Linked DNA regions of Hordeum vulgare: region 2 is linked to region 1. Evidence: chromatin contacts called from public HiChIP or PLAC-seq data. All regions are on one chromosome and are shown on one strand. Each heading gives the region's core, a stretch centred on a gene start, on an enhancer-like site or on the middle of the called end of the contact. The rest is flanking DNA. Distances are from core to core; before and after follow the strand shown. Region 1 holds the start of LOC123401826 (amino acid transporter AVT1A). Region 2 holds the start of LOC123404225 (equilibrative nucleotide transporter 1).

The links. HiChIP or PLAC-seq counts read pairs in DNA pulled down with a chosen protein or histone mark.
Region 2: a contact with region 1 is called in an H3K4me3 HiChIP or PLAC-seq map of embryo, with 7 times the contacts expected there. The contact joins the promoter of LOC123404225 here to the promoter of LOC123401826 in region 1. A contact is called at or near these places in 1 of 6 Hi-C or Micro-C datasets (seedling) and 1 of 1 datasets of contacts at active chromatin or transcription factors (embryo).

The regions. Positions count from the first base shown.
Region 1 is chr6H:533,709,955-533,712,654 of MorexV3_pseudomolecules_assembly, reverse strand. It overlaps LOC123401826 (amino acid transporter AVT1A), which reads left to right and starts at 1,345. Exons shown (of 12, transcript XM_045095680.1): 1 at 1,345-1,678; 2 at 2,447-2,700. The coding sequence starts at 1,470.
Region 2 is chr6H:533,896,198-533,899,202 of MorexV3_pseudomolecules_assembly, reverse strand. It overlaps LOC123404225 (equilibrative nucleotide transporter 1), which reads right to left and starts at 1,720. Exons shown (of 2, transcript XM_045098138.1): 1 at 1,104-1,720; 2 at 1-718. The coding sequence starts at 1,638.

The sequences.
Region 1 (2,700 bases), core at 96-2,595:
CAGATTGCATATATTGTACTCTTTTTCCCTTGATGAGTTTTTCCATAATGGTTTCTCATAAAAGGTTTTTAACGAGATAATATAAACACAAGTGTCTTTATATGCCATATCATTTTCTCTTTGTATTTTTCCCATTGGGTTTTAAAGGAGTTTTCAGTGGCATGTATGATTGCACTCTTTTTCCTTATGAGTATTCTCTCATAGTTTCTCATAATGGTTTTTAGTGAGGCAATATCTTCTCAAAGATCATATGTCATACTTTCTATTTTCCCTATCGGGGTTTTTAAAGAAAGTACTCAAGACATATTAATTGTTCTCTAAACTTATTGATGAGTTTTCTCCTTCTTGAAAAGTTTTTCTAAAATGAGTTATCAGGAGACAATAATCATTATATGTTGTATCATTTTCTCCTTATTTTTCCCACAGGGTTTAAAGGAGTTTTAGCAACATATCTACAATATTCTCCTCATATTTTTCCCACAGGGTTTTTGGGGAAGACTCAAGATTATACAAAGGCTTTCACAAGATGAAGATGATGAACATTCTCAAAGGCGCATACAAAGAGAAGTCTTTATCAAGATGATATATATTGATAGAGAAGCATTGATTAGGGGAGTGTTAGGAATTAATTAATTATGTTAATTAAAGGGTTAATCCCTGCTTATGTAGGTTCCACTTTTGGTAACCGCTCCTTTGTAACCGTCTTTGTACTAGGGTATATATATCCACAAATTCATCAATGAAAGCAATCGTTCCATCATTTGCTCTTCTTCTTTTCTTTTATTCTTTACAGTTTGTTAGATGCTGAAGTGGAGATACTCGCTGAACCTTGTCTGTTCTTTGCTTCATTAATAAAAAAAGTGGAACATGGGACCCTTTTATTCAAAAAAGAAAAATAGATTTGGAGTAGTTTTCGTGCGTTTTTCCATCCCAAGTTGAAAGTTGAGCAAAGGCCTAGTCATGCTCATGCACGTGACAGGCAGTGCACCGACGTACGTGTGCTGTACTGGTCATTATCACGGCCCCACCGGTCAGAGAGGGACGAGACGTGCACCACGCGCGGCGCCAGCGCCAGCGCACGCGTTCCCGAACATGCCCGGTTTCACCGCCACGCAGGTGACAGAGCCCGTCCAGTCGACGAAAGAACACAGTCACCAACTTCCCCCACCCCCACCACTCCTCCCCACACACGTGGCACCGCGGCCCACACGTCAGCGACAGCGGCTACACGGCGGCCGCGTGCCGGCTCCCGCAAGCAAGCGCAGCTCACGCCGGCTTGTCGCGGCGCGCGCGCGCACATCTCCTTCTCCTATTTCATCCCCGCTCCTCGTCCAAAAACCGCGCCCAATAATTTACCTTCCTCCCTCCCCTACCATCCATCCCCTCTGGAAGCGTCGCGTCTGGTCCCCTCCTACTCAAACCCGCCACGCAACCCGGCATTTCCGCCACTTGTGGTGCCGCGCGGCGGGATGGCGGCGGCGGCGGCGGCGGGGAGGCACCGGAAGGAGGAGGAGGACGAGATGCTGCTGGACGACGGCGACATCGAGGAGAGCCCCCGCGACAGCTTCCGCGACTCCGACGACGATGACGGCGAGGAGGAGGAGGAGGAGGAGGAGCGGGGCGAGGACGGCGATGGGGTCGGCTCCTTCGAGTCGCGCCAGTGGCCGCAGAGTTACCGGTACGCACTCTCTCCCCGCTCCGTCGCCTCATCTCGCAGGCTTCGTAGTACACTCTGCTGCGCTGTCATCAGTGGTTAACTGTTCGAGTCGCGGTGTTGTCTGCTCTGCCAATTTCGGCCATTCCCAATCACCGAAGTCATTAACCAAATCGGTTTTTGAGAGACCAGCTGATGTCCTGATCCAACCTCGGAGCGGCCTATAGTTCACTGACACTTGGGAAGTGGTCTGATCTGTTCGATCAGATGACCAAGGTTGACTGAAACCATTGACAATGATGACCGCAAAAAGGGGTGGCCACTAGAAAATGTTTTTTCTGTCTTCTCCTAGCATCACAAATTCAGAACCACAATGATGTAATTTTATATAAATACTATAGCATCATTAAAGTGCAATGTTCAATGTTGACACTACCTGCACACCTACTACTCCTACTATATATTAGTACTAGTATATGTCATAAGTACTACGTACTACTACTCCATTATTTTGCTTTGTCAATGTTGACACTATCTGTACACCTGGAGTATTATTTTGCCTTATCAATGGCTACCGTTTTTGCACTGATTGGTGTAACAAGAAATAAAACATCATTAATGGATGCCTCTGCTCGCATATCTCAGTAGCTGGCCGTACTCAAGAATGCCAGCAGCTTTCCTTTTTTGTACAGATTGCAATTTTCCTTTTTGTGTACAGAACTACAGATAGGAAGTTTCCTGTTTGTGTACAGATACAGACGGCATGATCACGACGTGGTGTTTATTTTGCAGGGAAACAACTGACACCTACACAATTGCTGCGTCTCCCATCTTCGGTTACCTTGGTCCTTCCACGAGCAAATACTCTATCGATGGTGGCCGCAGTGGCGTGGCTTCTGACCTCAAGTTGCCTTTCATCTCGGATAGGCTAGAATCTGTCAAGAGCCTGCGGCGACACCTTCTTGGTTCAGTTAGAGATGAGAAGCTCTCATTCCAGTATACTGGAGAGATCTACGTCGGTCAAGGGTGCAGTGTAACACAGACGG
Region 2 (3,005 bases), core at 471-2,970, 190 kb before region 1:
ACCCAAAACCAAGCGACAAACGAACCGATGACCAGCCCAACCACAAGGAACAGCACTATGACGATCCCGGCGGTCTCGGAGTGGTGTATGGGCACGGCCTTGGGCGCAAGGATCATGAGCACGGAGGTCAGGTACCCGTTGGTGAGCCCGAGAAGGCATGTCAGCATGGTGACAGGGACCTCGGTGCGGAAGAAGCTGGGTCCGTGCAGGCAGCCATAGAAGAGGGGGTAGAACAGGAGCCTCGCAAACGAACCAGCAACCGCAACATTAGAGTTCTGCAGGAGGTAGAGGGCTGGCAGGCACTTGCCGATGAGATCAAACACGTTGTAGGCGCTGATGAGCATGATGGGGTACCAGTCCTTGAGCGTCTCCGAGTGCACGTCCTCGGTGATGTATCCCGGGAATATGGAGAGGGTGACCGCGTAGATGAGAACGACTCCTATACCGTACCACTTCACTCTCCCGACGATGCTCCACAGGGTTGACCTCCAGGCAGGCCCTGTCATGCCGCCGCCCACCTCCGCCTTCTGAGACCTCTGCTTGATGTTCTTGTAGTACACCACGACGGGAAGCCTGCGCGCCACGTTGTAGCACACTATGCAGATAATCATGACCACCATGCCAACCATGAAGTACAGGATTGCGCTTTGCCTTAGCCCAGGGGCGTCCTGAGGGAAGCTCGCTTTTGTGATCACTCGAAGTGCCGAGACAAGTACACCTGTGGAACACAAATCATCATGAAGACAATGCACTAGCATTAGCATCGACCGATCACTCACATAAATCCTATATGCATCCTAACTTTGATAAAGAATGTACTATCAAGTAAGTAGATTCGTCTGGTCCTTGCAAGTTCTAAAGTCGGTGAAGAACAACCTGTATATGCTCCACTGAAAATTGAAAACGCTTCTTTGGTTCTAATCTAAGAGATTTTACAGTTTCTACTCTCAAACTCTTGTCAGCTGGATATGTCAATCTGGTGCCTGATTTCTGAACGAACGCCCAGACCAGTTCCTACTTCCTAGGGGCAATTCAGAGAAGTGCTACAGAACACGACTGGGCAGAAACTAAAGTGCCAAAAGAAAGAAACAGACAGGAGGCACCTGAAGCGGCAGTTCCGGCGACGACGGCCTGCATGTAGCGCTCGGGGAGCTCCCCGGCGAAGCCGATGACGCCGCCCTGCACGAGCGCGTCGGCGACGCCGCACATGACGGTGGCGGCGACGGTGACGTCGAAGGCGCCGTAGAGGCGGGGCGTGCCCTTGACGTAGACGGCGTCCATGACGGGCACGACGAGGAGCGCGAGCGTGAAGAGGGTGAGGCCGGTGTTGATGCGGGCGGGGGCGCTGGACTTGGGGAAGACGAGCACGATGAGGAGCAGCGGGAGGAGGCAGGAGAGCATGTAGGAGACGGAGAAGACGCGGTCGACGGGCGCGCCCGGGTAGAGGTAGGAGAAGTAGTCGACGGCGGTGATGTAGGCGTTCCAGGGGAGCAGGAACCCGGCGCCGAGCGTGAAGAAGATGAGGTAGCCGGCCCCGAGCCGGTCGGGCGGCGGGGGAGGCGGGCGCTCCGCCTCCGCCGACCCCGCCGGCGGCGGCAGCAGCAGCGCCGTCGTGGCCTCCTCGTCGCCGCCGGCCATGGCTTCGGTCCGGGTGGGATTTGGGATCTCGGATGGGTGGACTTGGGGGGATCTGGACGGGCGACTTGTTTTCCTGGGCTGCTGTCTCTCTCTCTCGAGAGAGAGTTTCGGCTTTGTGGGCTTTCGTGTGGAGCGAGAGTTGAGGAGGTTCGCGCCCCTACGCTACGCTATGCGACTTTTAACAACGATGCACATGCCGCATTCTTTATTTGTGTCACTGACGGCCCTGGGCCGACTGTGATTCTTTGCTTGATTTTTTTGTCTTTGCTTTATCTGCCCATGTGGTGTCACGCTATCAGCTATGGAAACTAAAATACGCGCCTTCCTTTTAAATAGCGACTAGACGAGTCTCCGTGCGGAACAGTCTATCCCTCTTTGTAAAATAATCGATTTCATAACGTTGCATTTTATGTGTGTGGGGAATTTCATAACCTTGCTTTAACATTGGCTATACAAGAATCAATACAAAAATCTCTACTTTTTTAATTATAAATAAAGTTCCTTTTCCTGCCTAAGACCTTCGTCAACCCACTCCCATGCTCGAACACGCATCCGTCATTTTTTTTACCTTCTCACTCACGTTGGTTTTCATAAAATAGCAAACGCAAAGCCGTAATTGATTCCCGAGCCCTCCTTTCCCGAATGCATTAAAAGAATTGGTAAACGATTGTATACGGTCGACTGGTCGAGCGTTTGGTAGCCCGCCTTGCTCGCTCGCAGATCCCACCCCAATCTCTTTGTGTTTGCCATTTTTGTTGCCATGCTCGGCCCAACCTCTCTCCCGCCGTGTTGCAACTCTCCCATCCCTCCTTCCTACTACGACCATCTACAAGGACGCACGGCGAGCGTCCTGCAATGAGCATCCCTTTACAACCTCCTTCAGAGAACGGTCATGCTCCGACATCATCAGATGTTGGTGGTGTGGACTGTGAGGTCCGTGTTGAGACGGGCACACGATGAGTCCCTTTGGTGATCCGGTAAGGGATGGAAGAAATGTTCTCAACTTCTTTCTCCAAGGAGTGACCTTGATTTATCAAACCCACGAGAGAACGTGCACTTGTCACAAGGGTTTCTACCAAGCTTTCGTGAGAGTATTAAATTCCAGTTTTTAGACTGGGTCGTCATCAATTTGCAACATAAAACATTTATAATAAAAATAGGCATGGGTACAAGGACTTGATTCTTACAACCATATATTTTTGATTGAGATCATTCTGATCTTAACATGTACTCTAGAATACGACCGTTCAGATGTGCTTACAATGTATAGATGCAGGGGATGTGTGCAAGTTGCATTTTGACCGGAACACGCCCCACATCAAGAGTTAGTTATCCAACCATAGGCCCTTTCCATCGCTGATAACCCA